2 separate regions of the Pogona vitticeps genome follow, and region 2 is linked to region 1. A link is a contact called in public Hi-C data. All regions are on one chromosome and are shown on one strand. The core of a region is the stretch at or near the end of the contact, and the rest is flanking DNA. Distances in the headings are between cores, read along the strand shown.

Evidence for each region. A called contact is a pair of places that touch in the nucleus more often than the background predicts.
Region 2: a Hi-C map of muscle shows a contact between it and region 1, with 4 times the contacts expected there. The contact joins the promoter of POLRMT here to the promoter of CDC34 in region 1. A contact is called at or near these places in 2 of 2 Hi-C or Micro-C datasets (blood and muscle).

What each region holds. Positions count from the first base shown.
Region 1 is chr7:18,638,358-18,645,441 of PviZW2.1, forward strand. It overlaps CDC34 (cell division cycle 34, ubiquitin conjugating enzyme), which reads left to right and starts at 2,410. Exons shown (of 5, transcript XM_020794212.3): 1 at 2,410-2,763. The coding sequence starts at 2,587.
Region 2 is chr7:18,779,439-18,786,522 of PviZW2.1, forward strand. POLRMT (RNA polymerase mitochondrial) reads right to left here and starts at 4,280. Exons shown (of 21, transcript XM_020794159.3): 1 at 3,929-4,280; 2 at 1,920-2,015; 3 at 307-947. The coding sequence starts at 4,265. GPX4 (glutathione peroxidase 4) reads left to right here and starts at 6,800. Exons shown (of 7, transcript XM_020794161.3): 1 at 6,800-6,976. The coding sequence starts at 6,902.

The DNA.
Region 1 (7,084 bases), core at 1,160-3,659:
ATGCCTGCAGCTTCACTTACAAAGCAAGCACCATAAATCCATAAATCACACTAAAGCACGTGTTCCATCCCACCGCTGCCACCATGTAAGCAGCCCCGCATCTCCAAAGAGATTTATGGGGGTGCTGGAAATTGGGATGAGTAAGAAAACCAGACAAACCTCTAACTGCTGAGCAGAGCCAATTGAACTCAGCCAAGTTCTGTCTAAATTTTCTTACTCAGAGGCCAATCTCCTTATTAAGAAAGCAACACAGTCATAACCAGGAGATATCTCAGAATGATTTGGCTCTGAAAGTTTGGTAGCAAACCCACGTGGCCAATTAGACATTCAGCTAGTCTGTTCAAGAAACAATGCTTCTAGTTAGAAATCAATCATTACTGTTTTATTAAAAAGAATTACTTTAGAAAAGGTTTCAGTTGATAGTAAATTAAGTCAGTAGGTACATTTTCATTCAAGACTAACGGAACACACCACTCCCCCACTCCAGCTAAAAAAATAAAGAAATGAAACTATGCTAACTAACAAAAAGCATAAATCGTCCATCTCACGTGTCTTGGGTCTTCAAAGGCTGATGCTAGATGAAAACCAGTCCATTATGGGAAAAGCACGTGTCTGCCCCTTTCTCAGGCAAACTCCATCTTTCGCCCTCTCCTCTTCTTACTTCTTCTTCCCAGAATGCCTCCTGGGCCTTGTTGTCCCGCCTAACTTTCTCATGGAGCTTCAGTTGTTATCATTCTTTGTGGCAGAATTATTTTGACTACGAAACTCTCTGCTCTCTGCTCATCTTAGCAACGAGATAACCAGAGAGTGAAGTTTCTCTGGAACAGCATGTAAAACTTTCCTACTACAGAACAGACTTTAACTCAAAATGGATGCTATTGGGACAATCTTAGGACTACATATCCCACTCTAATACACATAAAAACACAAATCATCACAACCAGTTCTCGCCCTCCTCCTGCTTTGACGTTGGAAAGAAGGCAGCTCACACCTTGCTTTTTCTGGAATGCCAGAAGCGGCACACTCTTCTAAATAGATAAATAAAAATCCCTGTGCTTTCTCACAAGAGGCCACCCAACTTCCCTGGGGAAGACACCTGCTTCATGTGCCCGTTAACTAAGAAGAGATAGATGGACATCTTTATATAAATGTGGGATATACATCTGGCAAGCTTGACTTCAGTGGCCTGGAGCCTAGGGGTTGGGCTGCTGTTTTGGTTTTCAAGTTTGCTGTTAATATTAAATTGTTTTATTTTTAATGTTATAAGCTGCCTTGTGACAAAGAAGACAGGGTATAAATATTGTAAAGAAATGCTCAACAATAAATAACAAGGTTGATAGCAGCTATTTATAATTATTGATCTCTGCCTTAAGATGCATCTTATTCATAGTTCATAGTTTTAGATATTGTCTTCTAACCACTGTTGTATCCTCATTGTTTTCAACTTTAAATATTGTCTTTCATTGCTATAAGCAGCCTTGGGACCTTTTCAAGGAGAAAAATGGCATACAAAATATTTTAAATAAATAAAAAAATATAATTTTAACATAAATATAATAGTCAAATATAGCTAATAGTTTATAAATACATAATATATACAGTATTCATTATATTATTTAACAACAACAAAACAACAACAACAACAATAGCAGCAGCAGCAGCAGCAACAACAACAACAACAACAACAACAACAACAACTGGAGAGCTGGAAGGGATCCCTAAAGATCATCCAATCCAGCCCCTATCAAAGAAGCCCACTGGGGGGATTTGAACTCCCAACTTATCCATCTGCATCCAGAGACCTGAAACCATGGAGCCCTTTATAGATACAGTGTTGTATCTATATACACATCCCCAAGAGCTCACCTGCCCATCATAATTAACTGCAGGATTAACGATCTGTACACCGTGTCTAAATCACACTGGCCATGTGACCACGGAAAGATTGTCTTCGGACAAAACGCTGGCTCTATGGCTTGAAGAGCGGGATGAGCGCCGCCCCCTAGAGTCGGACACGACTGGACAAAAAAATTGTCAATGGGAACCTTTACACCTAATTGCTGATGACAAGAATTAGGCGGGCTGAAAATTCGGAGGTGGGAGAGAGGGGATATCGCTCTAATTGACCTAGCTCTATGTCTCTCTCGAGGCTCCGCCCCACTCGCCAGGCCTCCCTCCCGAGAGTCTTATTAGCGAATGTCTTCCTGACGTCTCTTTTCTTTTTTTCCCTTCGCCCCCAAGAGGCTCCTCCCAGAGGCTCTCGGGAGCTGTAGTCCTTCCCGGTGGTACCCCCTCCCGGCCCCGCCTTCTGCCTCCTCTGGAGCCACCTTCCATTGGCCTTGGCGCGGGCGAAGAGGCGGGGCTGCTCGCCCCCCGCCCCTTCTTCCTTGACCCTCCCCCTCAGAACTACGCCTCCCAGGTCACCCCGCGCGCGGAGCTCGTTGGGCGCTCGGCTCTTCCTCCTCCAGCGAGCGGCGCTCCTTGGAGTCCCGCCTCCCTGCGCCCAACCCGTTGCCCCCGGCCGCTGCGCTCACGCGAGCCCCCGGCTTCTTTCGGGGCCTACCTCTTCCTGTCTCGGCGGCGAGCATGGCGCGGCCGGCGGTGCCCAGTTCGCAGAAGGCGCTGCTGCTGGAGCTGAAGGGGCTGCAGGAGGAGCCCGTGGAGGGCTTCCGCGTCAGCCTAGTGGACGAGGGGGACCTCTACCACTGGGAGGTGGCCATCTTCGGGCCCCCCAACACCCACTACGAGGGCGGCTACTTCAAGGTGAGGGGCAGGGAGGAGCGAGGAAGGGAGGAGGGAAAAAAGAAGAGGAGGAATCTCACACAAAGACACACAAAACAAAGAGTTGGGGGGAGACTACAAGCCCCATCGTCCCCAGCCAGTCCAGAGAAGGAGAGCCCGGAAGGGGGGGTGGGGCTTGGAGTCCAAAGAAGGAAAGCCCATAGGGGGATGATGCCCCCCCCCCAAAAAAGAGACCTCCAAGCCTGGGAGCTTGTAATTGTTGAAAAGTAAGTTTCCGCGTTCCGGCTGGGCTTTGTCCTGGGAGTTGTAGTCCGTGTCCGTCCGTTCCCCTTCCCCCCCCCCCCGCTCATTCCTGGCTCGAGTTCATTCTGGAGATGAAGCAGGGAGGAAAAGTGAACCTTCCAACTTCTTAAGACTATCCGGCTCTAAGGACAGGCTTTTTAAACTCCTTAATCTTGCCGGAGTCTTAAATCATATAAATCCCCAAATGTCGACAGTCAAGTTTCGCTTTACAGATTTACATGTAAATATTTTTCGAAGGCAGAGTCCCAAAGGAGATGATAAACATCAATTGAGTTTTGTCAAGGCGAAACATAGGAAAGAGACGGCAGAAACAATAAGGGGGAAGCAGAATGAAGAGAGAGCAGTAAAATCATTTCGTTTTGTGGGTTTCAAGTCAATCTAGAAGTGTACTAATATGAGGAAGTGTAAACAGTAGTACGGTGTGAATACCATCATCTTCTATATTACAACCAAGGTTTGAAATTGTACTTTTCGGGGCTCAGATCCCCAAAATTGACCCAGTTGAGAGGAATGTCTAACTGCGCACATCTAGATAACCCTGAGTTGAAATAAACATGAATTAAAATATTAATATTTAAAGCTGTTGTTTTGGCAGAGTTTCTGACCTGGAGGTGTTTCTTGACCCTTGCCAACCTGCCCTTTTTCTGAGTACCTGTAATTCAGTTTTCTAATAATAAATCACCCCCTGGTGGAGTGCCGAGTTACTTCTGAGTAAACATGTGAAGTAACATGCTGTAAAGTCTCATGTTTTGTCCTTTTATCCGCCGTGACCTCATTCGTGGGGAATCATTTCTTACAACAGGGATAGTTTCCAGTTACACACCAGGAATTTTGAGTGTGTCATATCCACTGTCATAAACAGCATAAACCTGATTATTTGTTTAAAGTGTTTGTGCTTCGCCTTCTTCCTGAAGAGGAGTACCCAAGGCAGCTGACAATATTAAGAGCATTGCTTGAGTGTTGTTTACCCATTTAATCTAACTTAATGTCTACTGTGTTTATCCTGCTGTAAACAACCCAATTAATGTGTTGCACTCATGGAGCAGTGTGAGGGAGGGAGGGCCGTAAGTGGCCAACCTTTCATGGAAATACACTCACACACACACACACACCCAACCTGGCGGCCCCTGGCTGTGCTGGTTGAAGATGATGAGAGTTGTAGTTCAGCATCTGGAAGGAGAATGATTTGGAAGGTGGATTTCAGACAATCCGTTCTCCTCACCCTCCTCTTGAATCTAGATATCCAAGCACTGAAACTTTAAGGGTTTTACAACTTATGGGCATTGAATTGCAAAGCACTAATCAAGGGTGATGGGAATTGTAGTTGTGCGCCGCTGGAGGGCTGTGTTCCCCTTCACTCACAAGGTCTAGAGGGCTGGAAGAGGTGTTACGCTATTATTATAATTCCATGGTTTCGGCATCTGCCAGCAGAGCCAGAGGTTAGGAGTTTGATTCCACCCACTGGGCCTCGTGGACAGGGGCTGGACTGGATGATCTTTAGGGGTGCCTTCCAGCTCTGCCGTTCCAAGATGATTATGACTGGTAGAAAGAACTTTTGATCATAGTTTTATGAAGCTGGCTTCGTTTCCGCAAACCACCTTGGATGCTAACCGGGGTTTAGGGTTTCAAAGGTGTGCTAAACCATGGTTAGCGTGCGTCAGAAGAGAAGAGTGAGAGAACGCTCCTCTTTGTGCCATTGCGTGCGGCCATACTTTCTTCCCTGTTCCAGCGGGAGCCCCAGAGGTGACATTTTGTCTATCTGGGCAAAGGGCCAGTAGATCACACAGATTTGGCAAGAAGACTCGGCTTCCCAGACGAAGGTTGGCCAACGAGGTCACATGGGGCAACCCGACATTTCCCGTACTGGCTGGACTGGGCGGAAAGGGTGCTTGTCTGAGTCAACCTGGAGTTGGCGACTTCCTTCCAGGGACATCTTAAAACATACACCTCCCTGGGGTGTGTTGCTGAAGGCCGCCAGCAATGAGCAAACCAAAACGATGGCCTCTTCCCCACATGAGTCAGGCAGATATTAAGTCTTTGGTGCGCCTATCCTTTTTAAGTGAACCCAGCAGAAGAGGGTCGCTGTAGGACGCTGGTGTCTTCCCTGTATTGCAGGCCGAAAGAACCGCTTAATGAGCTTGTGTTAGACAGTGGGCTGTAACCAGAGCCTTGCTCACCCTGGTAGCCCTCAGGCATTTTGGACTACAAGTCCCAGCATTCTTAACCCTTCGGAATGGGGAAGGTGCATAGCTCTAGTGGCAGAAGGTTCCAAGGGTGAAGGATTGCTGCTCAGTTTTGGGAACATCATGGCGGCTGGTTTATAAAATACTGTACTCCTCCAAGCAGACCGTCACTCCGATCTGCTATCTGCCTTTGCCTCCCGGAGCTTCTCATTTCAGCCAGCTCTCTCTTCATGAGGACTGGAACTTAGCTTTCTCTTAGTGGTGAAAACTGACATTTCCATGTGGATTGGGGGGGTACCTCCCCCGTGCTTTCTCTGAAACTGTGGAGCGCTACCGCTTTATGAGCCATTTTGGGAATTAACCTGCGAGCAAGTTGTCCAGCTGGCCACCTAGACGGGTTTCATCAGAGGGGGGAAATCCAGAAACGGTTGCTTTAAATAATTTCTGCCACGTGACCATTATAGATACCGAGGTGTCATATAGGGAAGGGGGTTATTCTGAATAAGAAGCCAGACAAGATGGGCTCCTCTCATGGAGGTTTATTATAATACCGAGACTGACCTTCCATTCCCAGGAGTAGTCTATCTCAGGGAGTACTTATAGATGCGGTAGGTGAGGAGTACAAGAGGCTCTAGTCCTGCTTGTTGGTTTCTACCCGGGGCAGCCAGCTGGCCACGGGAAAAAACACTTGATTTGTTCCCGGGGACTTGATCCCGCACCGTTCACTTTTCAACCTTGTGGGGAAGCAGGACTGGGTGACGTGAAGAGCTGATTTGTGTAGGTAAGGCGCGTTTCGTCATCAAAACCAGGAACAGCCCCTCTATGTGCAAATATCGGATTGGCCAGCTTCCACCAGGAAAAAGTGTGTCTGTTTCTCTGATTGATTTAGTGCTTCTTTAACAAAAAGAGAGAGAGAGAACGGTGCGTTCTGCCAGGTTTCCCCTTCTGTTCAATTTTGATTTTTCCATGTGAGGCCTTTTTCTGCTGTTCTGGAAGCGGAGGAGAGAATCCCTTCATGGGGACAAACCTTTCTAGAAACACTGAGTGTCTCTCGTTCCCCCCACCCCAAAGCCAGCTCCTCCCCCCCCCCCCCCGTCCCAAGCTTTTATAACATTAGGGCTGTCATACTGGCTAGATCATTCTGGGATGGGAGGTCTGTCTGTGTCTGTCTGTCACTTTCCCACCTTCTGCACCAAAGACCGTCTTGGCTTCTTCCCACCATATAGCTTTTGCAGAAATATTTCGGCCTGAGAGATAAAAGTTCAGATTTCTCCTCCATCGGACCTTTGACCCGTGTAACTTCATGACGAGCAGCCACTCTCCAGGTTTTCAGGATTCCTAGAGGTTTTGAAGGTTCACCCTAAAGACGAAGAAAGAGCGCTGAGCAGTAGCATGTCCTACCTTGCAAGGGTAGCGTGCTGTCTTTCGCGAGAGGCATTTAAACAGAGCTTGGGAGCCCATCTCGGGGAGGGAGGTCCTGCATCCACAGGGTCTCAGACTGCTTCGCTTTAGGTGTCCCTGACCAACTCTGCAATTTTAGGATGCCTCCAGCATTGAAGTAAAGATCCGAGCCTGCCCTCCCATCATCTTCTCTTGGCATGGAAGGGCATTGTTCTGTCTGTAGCCGGTCTGTTTCCTGCGATATCCCAAGGCGCATTTCCCCATGTTCTTGAAAAGCTGCTCTTTTCACAAGTGGGCAGCCCCCTAACCAGGTTTGTGATGGAGGGCAATCTTTTTTTTAAACTTTTTTTAAAACTTTTATTAGATTTTTACCCCGCCCCCCCTAGACAAAGTCTACTTGGGGCAGCTTCCTATTCCCAGATCTGATCCGTTTCACTACGTCTCCTTGCCCGTCC
Region 2 (7,084 bases), core at 3,030-5,529, 140 kb after region 1:
GGTGACCCTTTTCAGGGTTTCCGAGGCAGAGACGTGGCTGATCCTTCCCTTCTTTGGGGGGTGGGGGGGGAGATCCCTGGGACCAATGTGCAGCTTTTGCTCAAGGCCACCCAGGCTGGCACTTCTCCCCCCCCCCCGGGAGGCAAACCATGGGGGGGATTCAAACTCCCAACCTCCGGCTCTGCAGCCTGAGACCTCAACCCCTGCGCGATCCAGCCAGCTGGTGCCAGGATCGAGTCCTCCAGAAGGAGGCTGCGCCCGCCGACCTAGCAGGCCAAGAGAAAACATGCCAGACAGGACAGCTACCTGCTTGGCCTGGCCGTGCATGACGAGGTTGTACATCCGGAGGTCCAGCACCTTTTGCCGGCGGTGGTGGTAGAAGGCGAGGCACCGCTGGGCGCGGTCGAGCTGTCGCAAGAAGACGCAGGTCTCCAGGTAGGCCAAAAGGCTCAGCCGGAAGTTCTCGTCGCCCTTCGCCTCCGCGGGGGCCGGCGGCTGCTCTGGGCGAGCCTCCACTTCCTCCCGGTGACCGAGGGCGGGCTTGGCGGGGGCCAGTCCTTCCTCAGAGGCGCTGCTCGGCAGTCGCTTTCCTTTCGTCTGGCCGGGTCCCATCTTCAGGGCAGGGGGCAAGTCATCGCTCTCTTTTGGCGGGGACCGGCTCGGCTTGGCCTTGGCCCCTGAGGAGTCCCTCCACCTCAGCCCGGTCTGCAGTTCCTCGAGCTGCTTCCGCTTCACCAGTCGCTCTCGGTGCAGCTTCTCCATCCACCGGCTCGGCGGGGTGACGCCGCGGTCGTCGTCCTTCGGGGCCGGCTTTTTTGGCACCCACGCCTTCGGCAATGGGGCGGCCGGCTGACCGGCGCCCCTCCTCAGCCCGGACACGAAGACCCGCTCCACCAGCGCCTCTGGCCCCGTGTCGGCCTGCAGCTGCTTCACCCTCGCTTCCAAGACTGGGGAGACAGCAAAGCCAAAGGGAAGAAAGGCCACAAGGCTGATTTTGACACAGAAAGCGCCGGCTGGACTTTGAAACGTTATTTAAAGCGTTCTTTACGCCCCTTACTCTTTTTGCCCTGCCTTTCCCCTGAAAGAGGAGCCAAAGGAGCTTGCGTCGTTAAAAACACAAATATGAAAAGCTAAAAGCAGTGGATTATTCAAATATTAAAAAAGAACGAATAAGCCTATATTTCAAAGGTTAGGTAAAAGCAGAATTAAAACAGATTCAGAAGCAAGAAAATTCAAACCACCCCGTTCTTACAACCCTCTTACGCAGTTGGTCATTAAGGGAGAGGAAGGTCTTGTTGGTTTGCCTGCAGAAGGAGAGCCCAGATGGGGCCAGGCTGGCCTCCAGTGGCAGAGAGTTCCAGAGTCTCTCTCTCTATATAAAGAAGAAGGCCCTCCTCTCCTGGGTGCCCACAAAATGGACCTGTGAAGGTGGTGAGACCAAGGGAAAAAGGCCTGACCTGATAAAACGCCTGCCTTCTGCAGGTGTTAACTATGGAACAGGATTTTAGCAAAAGAAGCCCTATGCATTTATTACCAATTATTGATGTTTTCCCCAATGGCCTTAAGGTGCTGTAGCCAGCTAACTTCTTTTCTGTTTCCAGCATCACACCAGCCCAGCGGGAAAGATCGGGGTGGCAGAAGGAGTGTGGGTTTTTCATGACAGAGGATTTGAACCCAGTACCCTGCGACCAGACAAGACCCTAACCACAAGATGTTCAGCTCTTGCTTTGGAGAAACCACCTCGTTTTTCACTGGCTGCCAGTCCTTTAGACAGGATACAGAATGCGGTGTGTGTGTGTTTTGGTTGCAGGACTTAATGGGAGATTCAGTGATTGTGGCCACAAAGGTGCGTGACGAGGGTACAAACGGCTGCCTTTATTTCCACTGGTGTAGATTCTTTTTTAAAAATACTTACTTACCTTCCACTAACTCCACCTGTTCCCAGAGCAGTTTTTTCCGGGCTTCTTCCTTCATCTCAGTCAATGAGTAACTCCTTAACCCGACCCGCAGGCTTTCTGTAAGGCAAGGAGGAGGTGTGTTCAGAACCTCAGAAGTTACATTTTTAGGAACTCTCGCCCCTTAGATTCACCTGCTGGCTTTGTTAGGAAAAAAAATTGCAAAACCAGGGTAGGACAATGTTTTGGGGAGACAGCCACGACTTCCCTGCTGAGCAACAGTCCTAGATCAAAACACCACGCTAAGTTTCTGGTCCTCAAGATTCTGAAAACACTGCCGGTTTAAACCACAAGGCAGGAAATTTGGCTTACAAGGATTCAGTGGCTCACCTTAAGGGTCAGACAAAGTCTCCCACAGGTGATCAGGGAACAAAATCCTGTTTTATGCCACAGGGTATTAAGATGTGCACAAATGAGCGACGGAAAATACAGTATATCTGAATTTTATTTTGCCCAACCCTGGTTCTTAAACCAGGAGAACTTGTCAAAACCTGGGAAACTCATGCGGGGTTGTTCTTCCACAAGGGCAGAATGCAAGCAGGAAGCTGGCCAGCAGCAGCAACCACAACATTAAAAGCAAAAGGGGGAAATTAGGGCCGCTTTCGAGGACAGTAAGATTCACGAGGATGAGAACAACAATAATAATAGGTTGACGGAACTGAGCAGGAAAAAAGGCACGTGTGTAGGGGAGAAAGGCAGCAGCACTTTAAAAACTAACAGATTTCTCCCCTGATCAGTTTTTGTGGATTAAAAGGCCACTTTCTGAGATTTGGAAGGTCACATTAAAACAAATTTCCTAATTATTCACATGCTATCGCACTTTTTCTATCCATTGTCTCTGTTTTTGCATCCCCCCTCCCTTTTCATTCGCTGACACGCTAACAGAGAAATCTGATTTTTTTTCCTAGTTGCTGGCCCCCTGCTTTTTAAAAAAAAAGTTTAAAACCACTTGTTATTTTATGTACCCACAAACTGGGACCAATTTATCATGACCATGGGGTGAGGGAGGTGAACACGCCCCCAAGGAGTTTCCATGGCCAGATCTGATCCCAGGTCAAGGAAGCCTAGTTCCTCCCTCTTATCCACTACTCACCACACACCACTGGGCCATCAAATCAGTTCTGATTTATAGCCACCATTTTCAGGGTCTCCCAAGTAGAAAATACTCAGAAGTGATTTATCCTTCCCTTCTCCTGGGACGAGGTGCCAGCCCAAGGATAACCAAGCTCTTCTCCCAGGAGGGGGATTCAAACTCTGAACCTGTGGCTCCACAGCCAGAGACCCCAAACTCCCCCCATCTCCGAGGTCTATAAGGATGACAGTATCATTTTAGCGTAACCACTCGGGATTAATCCAGGTAGAAGCAACCCTTCGAAATAAACGATCCCACGGCTGTGTGGCAGATTTCCAAACTCCCTACAAAAGGAAGGAGGGGACGATCCGGACGAGACTGTGAAAGGACCAAACAACAGAAGCCGAACCCCAAAAGGTTACTTCAGGACCCAAAGCAGAATCACATGCCCCCCCCCAACATGGCAATATTCCCACCCATTGAAATTCAGGATCCGCAGAGGGTGGGCGGGCTTTTTGTTTTGGAGGGTGGGGAGCGGCTGGGGGGGGCATCTGCTGCTAGACTTTCAGCCCCAGAAAAGCCAGGTTTAAAAGAGAATCACCACTCCCCCCCCCAAATAAGGAGGAGGTGAGACCCTCCCTTTATATAAAGGGAGCAGAATAGAGAATATAATATACATTGAATATAACAGAAAGGTGGAACTGCCAGACGCACCCCCCAAGAAAGAGGGGCACCAGCTCTCCTCCTGTGGCAAGACATATGGGGGGCTGAGCTGTGGGGGGGCCATGCAGCCCCCCATGAAGAGTGGGGTTCAGGAATTCACCCCTTTCCACAAATGGGGGCGCTGGAAGTGTGGGGGGCTAATTCCTAACCCCGCCCCCTTACCTCTGGCCACACCTACCTGTACCCCGCAGCAGCGCCCCCTGCAGCTTCAACATGGACATGGCCCCCCTTTGCCCCCCACTAAGCCCCCCACATTTCTGCCTAGCCTGCTCCAGGCAACCCACATTGCCTCCCCGCCTGGTGCGCTTGCGCGGCGCGCTCGCTCCTCCCGGCTCCTCCTCCCTGTGCCTTCCTGACCCGCTCCGCCAATCGGCTGCCAGCGTGGGAAGGGGCCGCGGAGGCTGCCCCGGGACTACGTCTCCCAGCAGGCGCTGCGAGGAACGGGATCCAGGCCGCGTGGAGCGGTGCCTAGATGAAATAAAAGAAAGAGTGAGGGAGCGGCTCGGAGAGGTCATTTCCGGGTCCGCACTTTTATTTTTAAGTATATTTTGAAGACTGGAAAAGTGAATTTAGTTTTAATTACCGTCGCTATCGCTGCTTCCTTTTTTGGGAGTAGAGCATCCAGAATCCTCCAACCAGCCTTTGGACTACAGTTCCCAGAACCTCCCAGTCAGCATTCTGAGTTTTGTAATAATAATAAAAAAGTTCCAAGTTGTGTGGGGGGGAATTATTATTTTCATTAATTTCTATGGGGAGAGATGATATTGTAAATATTCGGGGGACTGGGGGTAAAGGAAAATTCAAGCCACTGCTGCCAGTAATTAATTGCTGCCAATGTCATTAATTTATTTATTACTTCATTTTTTAAAATAAATATTCATTGATTCAAAATATTTTCCCCCACCTTTCTCCTTTAAAAAGACCTGACTATCAGAGATCACTGATGTTTCTTCCACCAATTCCCACTCTTCCTACATCTGAATCTTGCCTGGCTTTCCATATGAGATGTTCTGCATGCAGATTGAATGGATCAGGGGATAAAATGCACCTTTGTCTGACCCCCTTGGCCTGGAGGAAATTGTGATGTTTTTCTACATTCCCAAAGCTTCTCACCCACACCCAGAAAAAGAAAAAAGAGAAGGAAAAAAATGGATTGGGCTCCTGTAGCTTTAATAATTGTTTTAATCATTTAAGAGTGGAAGAAATTTCATCAGGTTGCAAGTATGGATGCAAGCTACACCTGCTGAAAGTTCATCCACCTGTAACTATTAAAGATAATACTTGCTCTCTTTTTCTCGAGGGATTACCTGTCACTATTAAAGATACAGAAACCTGGCTCTCTTTTTCTCAAGGGATTCCCCCCTCCAGCCTGATCCCCTCCATTCGTGTAAAGAAAATAGGCCAGTCAAGACCAAGGATTCCAAGTTCTTGCTATCCAATTTTTTTTATTTTTGTTTTTAAACACTTAGAAATAGCCTTCCTTCACAAATAAGCCACTCCTGTGTTACCCCGTTCTCTCTGCCGAACGATTCTGGACCCTTATATGGCACAAGCCTTTCAGGGGAGATACGACTCTTAAGCCATAAACCTTCCCTCCTTTCAGCTGGCAGAGATTTAATCCAGGGTTTAATAAGGCAGGCCGGGAGGGAGGCAGCTTCCAAGGCAGCCTTGTGACGGAATCCTGTGTGAACACAGCAGTTGTCACAGGGTGTGGGCAGGACAGGCTGCCGGAGGCTTGCAAGAGCCCTGTGAAATGGTAAGCCTCCATCACACACACACACGCACCACAAAGTGGGCTGTAGCCACTTAACTTTAATTTTTCTCTTGATTCCACAGAGCGAGTGGTCTAAGCGTACAGCAGAGAACAAAAATCCATTTTGTTGTGCTCTGTTGCTTTAAATGTGTTATAATATTTATCATTATTTAAATCATTTAAAACATTTTTAGCCCGTCTTTCTCCTTAAAAAGAACCCAAGGTGGCAAAATTTGGATTTTATTTACTATTTGAATATAATAGTTGTTTAATTCTTTTTTTACAGATGTTTAAAGCCTGTTTATTTCCTTTTCATTATTATTATTTTATTTAATATTAAAACTAAAATGCAAATTTAATAGCTACACACAATGCACATTGGACTTTCCCCACCCATGTCACCACCTTCACCCTTGAGACTAAGTGACCCGAAATATAAATTTATACCCCCTTTTCACCTTTACCTCTCCAAAAATACTGTACAAAGATTCTTTTGCTGGCTTTTCCAATTAGAAAAGACATGATTCCAAGTATGAATTCCACACATCTTTGAAATCATTAGACTTTATCATTCCTCTTCTTTTCTTTTCATATGTTAACTTATAATTAATTGCTAAACTCCACATTTATTTATACCAATCTTCCAGATTGATTTGTCACTTTTCCACAATTCTTTACAAATATTTGTCTTGCTACTGTAACCGTAACAACTAACTCTTTCTGATCTTTTTAAGAGGGTCATTCTTAATCTTATATATATATAAAATTTGGAGGACAATAATTGGTAATATATTTTTTAAAAGTTGTATACTTATTGTTTTACCTTTTAAATACTGTATTGTGTTTTTAAGCACTGAAGCTGCTTGGAGGGTTCCTTTTAAGGAGAAAGGTGGGGCAGAAATATTTTAAATAAATAAAATAAAAGAAGGAATTGGTGAGGAAACTTTGAAAAAGGAGCAGTCAGCTGTGGCCAGAAGAGGAGCAGGGCCGAGGCCACGAAAGGAGATTCTCCTGTGGCCGCTTGGGTACCACCTGCATCTCGCAAAGATGCTCCAGATGTTTATCAACACCCCCCTCCGGGCTCCGGGATGCAGGTGTTTCTGATTGGATCGCTTGCCTGCCTATCCGACCCGTGGCGTAGTCGGTTGGAGCGTTGCCAGAGGGGGCGGGCGGGCAGGAGTCGGCCGTTGCGAAACGCAGGGACCCCGCCCACCCGGGGGCCTCCGATTCGCCGGAAGGCGAGCGGAGCGGCTTGGATGACACGGTGGGCGGGACCGCGGTGGGCGGCGGTGGCCTCTGATTGGCCGCCTCCCGGATCGGAAAGGCGGTGTCTTGTGGGGAGGCCGTGCGGAGGGAGGAGGAAGAGGAGGAGGAGCTGGGAGGTAAAAGCCTCGCGAAATGAGCTTGAGGCGCTTATTGAGGCGGACTCTGTTGTGTGGTGCGGTTGCCACTCGAGGCCTGACCCGGACCATGGTGAGTAAGAACGCTCCGCTTGGCTCTGCTAGGCCTCTTTCCCCGACCTTACCCTTCTAGCCCCTCTCCTCTATAATCCTACCATAGAGACTCCTTGGGTGGGACCAG